Regions from separate parts of the Oryctolagus cuniculus genome. Here region 1 is linked to region 2. A link is a contact called in public Micro-C data. All regions are on one chromosome and are shown on one strand. Each heading gives the region's core, a stretch centred on a gene start, on an enhancer-like site or on the middle of the called end of the contact. The rest is flanking DNA. Distances are from core to core; before and after follow the strand shown. Region 1 holds the start of HTT (huntingtin). Region 2 holds the start of TNIP2 (TNFAIP3 interacting protein 2).

Region 1 (3,609 bases), core at 753-3,252, 240 kb after region 2:
TACTCTGTTTGGAATATGCCAGGAGTGGAGCTGGGTTTCCAGGCCAGGCGCCTGACGGGAGCTCGGGGCTTCCCGGCAGGGCCCACGCGCTAGTGCGTTTCCCGAGGCTTCCTGGCAGGACCCCACAGTGCGTTCCGGGCAGAGGCAGGCAGCCGGGGCACCTGGGCTCCCGGTCCTACCGGCTGCGCCGTCCCAGGCAGCGGGCGGGCGAACCCCTCCCCTTTCAGGGGACTTCCAGGAGGGGCGCTCATACTGGGCAAGCTGCCCAACAGAGCTGGGCGGCTGTTCGCACGCAGCCTCGGGGGGTGGGAGGTCCCCAGGGGGTCCCGATCCCCTGTGACTAGCGTCTGCACAGGAAGCAGTGGGCACACAGACCAGAGGGCGGCCCCGGGCCTGGGCAGTGAGGATCCATGGCCGCGGTTTAAGGCCCACCCCCCCAGGCCAGCGAACTCAACACGTGTGCACCACACGTCACTGCACAACACAAAGGCACAACACGCGTGGATGACAGCGCTCACCGGCCTGAGCGGGGAGGAGCCCCCTCCTGGCCGCCAGGCTCCCTCGGCGCTGGGCCGGCTGCACCTGCGGCCCTGTACGCGCCCACCTCCCTCTGCTCGCTCACGGGGTGCCCCGGACCCCTCGGCGACAGCCTGAACGCCCCCGGGCATGAGGGGGCGCCCCACGCCTTTGCTGAGCGTCTGCGCCCCCTGGGGCCGCTCCCCTTCGCAGGGAGACCCCAGTAGGCTCAGCCCCGACCTGCCGGCGTCTGCAGCTCTACGTCGGGGAGGGGCTCTTCCCTCGTGGGGTCTTCCCGGTCGCGGTTCGCCGACACCAGCCCTGCACCTGTTCCAGCCCCCATGGTTCGTTCCCGCTAGCCCCGCCCCCAAGCCTGCCCCTTCCCCTCCTCTATAGCCACCCTTCGCCCCGCCCACTCCCCGCCCCTTCAGGGCCCGCCCCTCAGATTGGTTCCTCGCCCCGCCCCCTCTGGACCCGCCCCACCGCTCTCCGCCCCGCCCCCTCGCCTGCCCCTTCCCCGTTCCCTAAGCCACCCTTCGCCCCGCCCCCTAGAGCCGCTCCTCGCCCCGCCCCCTCTGGACCCGCCCCACCGCTCTCCGCCCCGCCCTCTCGCCTGCCCCTTCCCGTTCCCTAAGCCACCCTTCGCCCCGCCCCCTAGAGCCGCTCCTCTCCTCGTCCCCTCTGGGCCCGCTCTCCGCCCTCCTAGACGCTCCTTGCCCCGCCCCCTTGCCTGTTCCTTCCCCGTTCCCCATAGCCACCTTTCGCCCCGCCCATTTCCCCGCCCCTCAGAGTCACTCCTCGCCCCGCCCATTTCCCCGCCCCCTCTGGGCCCGCCCCACCGCTCTCCGCCCCGCCCCCTCGTCTGCCCCTTCCCGGTCCCCTATAGCCACCCTTCGGCCCGCCCCCTAGAGACGCTCCTCGCCCCGCCCCCTCTGGACCCGCCCCACCGCTCTCCGCCCCGCCCCCTCGCCTGCCCCTTCCCCGTTCCCTAAGCCACCCTTCGCCCCGCCCCTTAGAGCCGCTCCTCGCCCCGCCCTCTCCCCGCCCCCTCAGTCACTTTTCGCCCCGCCCTTGCCCCGCCCCTCTGTCACTCCTCGCCCCGCCCTTTCCCCCGCCCCCTCTGGGCCCGCCCCGCAGTCACTCCTCGCCCCGCCCTCTCCCCGCCCCTCTGGGCCCGCCCCTCAGTCACTCTTCGCCCCGCCCTCTCCCCGCCCCTCTGGGCCCGCCCCGCAGCCGCTCCTCGTCCCGCCCTCGTCCCGCCCTCGCCCCGCCCCCTCGCCGTCTTCGCCCTGAGGTAGCGCTGGGTTCTAACTGCAGCGCAGGCTCTGAGGAGCGAAGCTGCCGAGGGCGGAGTGGGGGAGGTACGGGCCGGCGCCTCGGCCGGCCATAGGCAGAGACGGCCGCCTCGGGCTGTCAATCCCGCCGCTTCGGCGTGGTCCTGCCTCCGCCGACGCAGCGTCGCTGGACGCGGGGCGCCGCGGGGGCTGCCGGGACGGGCCCAAGATGGCCGGGCGCGCTGGTTCCGCTTCTGCCCCCGGCCGCGAACCTCATTCATTGCCTCGCTGCTGAGGGGCGCCGCGTCGCCGCGAGCCGGCCCGAGGCCGCTGGGGGCTGCCCTGCGGGGTGAGAGGCCGCCATGGCGACCCTGGAAAAGCTGATGAAGGCCTTCGAGTCCCTCAAGTCTTTCCAGCAGCAGCAGCAGCAGCCGCCGCCAGCGCCGCCGGCGCCTCAGCCGTCTCAGCCGCCGCCGCCGCCGCCCGCGCAGCCGCCGCCGCCGCCGCCGCCCGCGCAGCAGCCGCCCCCGCTGCCGTCCCCGCCGCCGCCTCCCGGCCCGGCGATGGCCGAGGAGCCGCCGCACCGACCGTGAGTCCGGGGGCAGCGGCGGGGGCGCCGGCCGCTCGGGGCGGAGGGTCGGGAGCACGGTGCGGCCACGGGCCGGCGGGAGGGGAGGTGCCGGGCCCGGCGCGGGAGGCCGTGCGGGCGCGGGTGACGTCATGCTGCTGGGCCGGCGGGGCCGCGCGGGCGGGGGAGCCTCGGCGACTGCGGCCGCGGCCCCGCGGGCTCGCGTGGGCGCCGCGTTCCGAGCGCGGCCTGAGCGACAGGCCTGTCTGCGACCCCGCGTTGGCCCGCGCGCGGGACCCCGCGGCCAGCGCGGTGCTGGACACGGCGCGGTGCGATGCGCGAGACGCGCGCTCCCGCGGCGCCGGCCGGGGCGCGGGGTGCCCGCCGCAGGGGCGCCCGGGGGCTTCGCTGCTGCCAGCCCCTTACCCTGCTGGGCCTGGGGAGGGGGTTCTGAGGCAGAAACAGGAAAGCAAGTCCCCGAGCAGGCTGGGGAGTGCGGGCTTTCCCGACGGGCGGTGTGGACGGCAGGCGCGCCCCGGGGCGCCCGTGTGTCGGGCGGGCCGCCCTGCAGCCCCTCTCCCGGTCTCCGTGTCTGCTGCGCTGGCCTTGTCCTGAGCGTTCAGTACGGGAAGCGGGCTCCGGGGAGCAGTGCGGGCTCGTTTGAGAATCAAGCTCGGGAATCCCGTTCGTTGTAAAGGTAAAAACAGGTACTCCCCGGCACTCGCTCCGCGGCTCTGCCCTGCTCCTCTCCGGCTTATTCGCCGTCAGGAAGTCTTTCCTGTGTGCTTGGCCGGCACCGTGCAGGCGCGGGCCCAGCCGGGACGGAGCTCCGCTCCCCCGGGCTCTCGCGTGGGGCCGACGTAGGGAAGCCGGACGCCGAGGTCGGTGTGCGCTCTGGCAGCCGGAAGTGCAGGGAGGGACGGCGACTGTCGGGCTGGAAGGCGTTGACGTTTGCCTGGGGTGGCCGGGGGCCGCGCTGGCCTCTGAGGTGAGGCCTGCAGAGCGAGCAGGGCCCGGCGCGAGGCCGCGGAGCGGGGCGTTCCGGGCGGGAGGGAAGGTCAGAGGGCGAGGGAGGGCCATCGGGGGATCCGCCTTCTCGCAGGGAAGCCGCTGGGGTGTTAGAGCCGAGGCCTGGCGCGACCAAGCCCCGCTGGGAAATGAACTTTGTTGACATGCACGTGAAGGGGCACACGGGCGGGAAAAGGACCTGGCTGGAAGTCTGCACGCCAGCTGGGCCCGCGTGGTTCTGGC
Region 2 (3,478 bases), core at 501-3,000:
CCACGCAGCTGTGATGAGCTTCTGGTTGGTGGCTGCGGGTTCACAAGGCACTGGGGACTAAGGGAGCCGAGGACCAAGGCCGCCAGGCTCCGAGAGTGACCGGGCCCTGGCTGCGTGGGGCTCCCCTGCCCGGCCTGCCCTGCCAACAGGCTCCCCTCAGAGCCCTGGCTCCTGGCGTCGCTGTGCCAACCAGGTGGGCTCGGGGAGTTACGGTCCACTTTCCAGGAAGAGGGAGAGACCAGGGTGAGGCATCTGCGGCTGACGGCACTGCAGACACAGTCCAACCAGCACTGAGTAGAACCCTGCAGAAGGCGCGGACTGGACCAGGCTGGCGTGCCCCTGGGCAGCGGGACAGGAGGGCGCACGCCCAGGTCCACGCCGGCCACCCCTGCGTTGCGGGGCTCCGGGGGCCATGAGCCCATTTTTCTCAAGTGTTCAAAATTATCTTATAATCAGGAGAACAGGGCACGTTCCTTGTTCTCTCTCAGGTCCGGCTGTGGGGCCACGGCTGGGCACCAAAGCTGCCGTCTGCACCCTAGTCCCGCCCAGGCCCAGCCACCCGGGATGGATAAACGCCGCGGGCCAAGCGTTTGGGGTGCGAGCAGCCGGCACGGCGAGTGCTGTCACCTGGTTTTGGCTCTGGCCCCGCCGTCTCTCCTAAACACTCAGGCTGGGGAGCAGAAAGCTGGGGTGACGCCTGCGTCACAGCTCCAGCCCGGGACACCCCACCCTCGAGGCCAGGAAGCCCCAAATACGCCTCAGAGGGACCCCCGCCCCACCCACGGGGGACGCCTCACCGCCCCAGGGGCCCCACTCCCCTTGCAGCCCAGGGTCCTCACCTGCAACCCACAGGCCCCCCCCAGCCCGGCGCCCCCCAACCCCCTCACAGCCCACGGGCCCTCCCCCAGCCCGGCCCCCTCACAGCCCACAGGCCCCCCTCAGCCCGGCGCCCCCCAACCCCCTCACAGCCCACAGGCCCCCCTCAGCCCGGCGCCCCCCAACCCCCTCACAGCCCACGGCACCCCCCAGCCCGGTGCCCCCCAACCCCCTCACAGCCCACGGGCCCCCCACAGCCCGGCGCCCCCCAACCCCCCTCACAGCCCACGGGCCCCCCCAGCCGGCCCCCTCACAGCCCGGCGCCCCCTCCCAGCCCAGGGCCCCCCCAGCCGGCCCCCTCCCCGCCCGGGCCCCCCCCAGCCGGCCCCCTCCCGCCCCCTCCCAGCCCAGGGCTACCCCCAGCCGGCCCCCTCCCGCCCCCTCACAGCCCAGGGCCCCGCCCAGCCCGGCCCCCTCCGGCCCCCTCCCCGCAGCACGCACGCGCCCCGCCGCCGCCCCGCACCTGGCGCAGTCGGGCCTCGGCGGCGCCGCTCTGCTGCCGCTGGAGCTGCTCCCGGGAGCGCGCCAGCTGCTCCAGCAGCGCGTCCACGAGCGACGGCGCCGCATCTCCCTCGAGCGCGGCCAGGCGGGCGCGGAGGCGTGCGACGAGGGCCTCGCGGGCGGCCAGCTGGGCCTGAAGCAGCCGCAGCTGCTGGCCGGCCTCGTGGTACAGGCCGCAGAGCGTGGCCGCGGCGCCCTCGTCCCTCTCCCGGCCTCGCGAACCCTCGTCCCCGGACGACATGGTTGCGGGCCTGCCGGGTGGGCGCACGGCCGCCTGCAACTTCCGCGCCCGGCCCGGCGGGACTTCGGCCTTCCGGGAATTTCCCCGGCCGGGCCAAGCCCGACCCGGCCAGGCCCGCCCCCGCCGGTGCTGGCTCCTCCCCCAGCCGACGGCCCGCCCCCGCCGGTGCCTGGCTCCTCCCCCAGCCGACGGCCCGTCCCCGCCGGTGCCTGGCTCCTCCCCCAGCCGACGGCCCGCCCCCGCCGGTGCCTGGCTCCTCCCCCAGCCGACGGCCCGCCCCCGCCGGTGCCTGGCTCCTCCCCCAGCCGACGGCCCGCCCCCGCCGGTGCCTGGCTCCTCCCCCAGCCCACGGCCCGCCCCCGCCGGTGCCTGGCTCCTCCCCCAGCCCACGGCCCGCCCCCGCCGGTGCCTGGCTCCTCCCCCAGCCCACGGCCCGCCCCCGCCGGTGCCTGGCTCCTCCCCCAGCCCACGGCCCGCCCCCGCCGGTACTGGCTCCTCCCCCAGCCGACGGCCCGCCCCCGCCGGTACCTAGCTCCGTCCACCGACGAGAGCCCGCCCCCGCCGGTACCTGGCTCCTCCCCCAGCCGACGGCCCGCCCCCGCCGGTACCTGGCTCCTCCCCCAGCCAGGCCCGCCCCCGCCGGTGCCTGGCTCCTCCCCCAGCCAGGCCCGCCCCCGCCGGTGCCTGGCTCCTCCCCCAGCCAGGCCCGCCCCCACCGGTACCTGGTTCCTCCCCCAGCCGACGGCCCGCCCCCGCCGGTACCTGGCTCCTCCCCCAGCCGACGGCCCGCCCCCGCCGGTGCCTGGCTCCTCCCCCAGCCCACGGCCCGCCCCCGCCGGTACCTGGCTCCTCCCCCAGCCGACGGCCCGCCCCCGCCGGTACCTGGCTCCGTGCACCGACGAGAGCCCGCCCCCGCCGGTACCTGGCTCCTCCCCCAGCCCGCCCCCGCCGGCAGCCGGCTCCGCCTACAGAGGAAAGACCGCCCACGCCGGCAGCTGGTTCCGCCCCTGGCCTCGAGCCCGCCTGTCCGATACCCGGCTCCGCCCACAAACTAGTGCCCGCCCCTCCGACACCAGGTTCCGCCCCCGGCCCAGAGCCCGCCCCACCGACACCCGGCTCCGCCCCCAGCCCAGAGCCCGCCCCACCGACACCCGGCTCCGCCCCCGGCCCAGAGCCCGCCCCATCGACGCCCGGCTCCGCCCCCAGCCCAGAGCCCGCCCCTCCGACACTAGGCTCCGCCCCCGGCCCAGAGCCCGCCCCACCGACGCCCGGCTCCGCCCGCCGCCGGGAGCCCTCGCGCCCAGCGATCCCTGCCCCTGTTGAGGGCTCGGCCCTGCGGTGTGGACCACCCGGCACTGCGGTGTGGACCACCGGCCCTGCGGAGCCACCTAGAGCCGAGTTCGGCAGCGTCTGCTGAGCTGCGGATGGGAAGCGGAGGGCGCGCCGGAGACCACCCCCGGGTGTGGGTCTGCGTCAGCCGCCCTGGGAGCTCCAGGGAAGGGCGAGGACGCTCCAAGGGCTGCGCTCCCGGCGCCGACCACGTGCCCGCCTTGGGTCACCCGCGGACACTGAGCGGGGGCTGCCACACCCGTCCGGGGCGCAGGCGCGGCGCTGGCTGGTGGGACCGGGCCCCTTGGTGGGTGTGACAGCCTTGGTGCGGGGGCGGCAGGGTCCCCCGCTTCCTGGACACAAGGCCGCCGCCCCTGCTGATGCCAGACGCACACGGGGGCCTTCCGAGGCTCGCGGTCAGGATCTGCCCCGCCCCGTCCGTCCGCCCTAGGCCGCGTGCTGTCTTCTCCGGGAGCGGAATCCCAGGGTCGGTAAAGGCAGCCAGCCCCCCCCCCCCCCCCCCGCCCCGCT

Evidence for each region. A called contact is a pair of places that touch in the nucleus more often than the background predicts.
Region 1: a Micro-C map of ear pinna shows a contact between it and region 2, with 16 times the contacts expected there. The contact joins the promoter of HTT here to the promoter of TNIP2 in region 2. A contact is called at or near these places in 2 of 6 Hi-C or Micro-C datasets (ear pinna and an unstated tissue).

Annotation. Positions count from the first base shown.
Region 1 is chr2:1,727,588-1,731,196 of mOryCun1.1, forward strand. It overlaps HTT (huntingtin), which reads left to right and starts at 2,003. Exons shown (of 67, transcript XM_070067983.1): 1 at 2,003-2,379. The coding sequence starts at 2,153.
Region 2 is chr2:1,486,817-1,490,294 of mOryCun1.1, forward strand. It overlaps TNIP2 (TNFAIP3 interacting protein 2), which reads right to left and starts at 1,751. Exons shown (of 7, transcript XR_007915846.2): 1 at 1,340-1,751.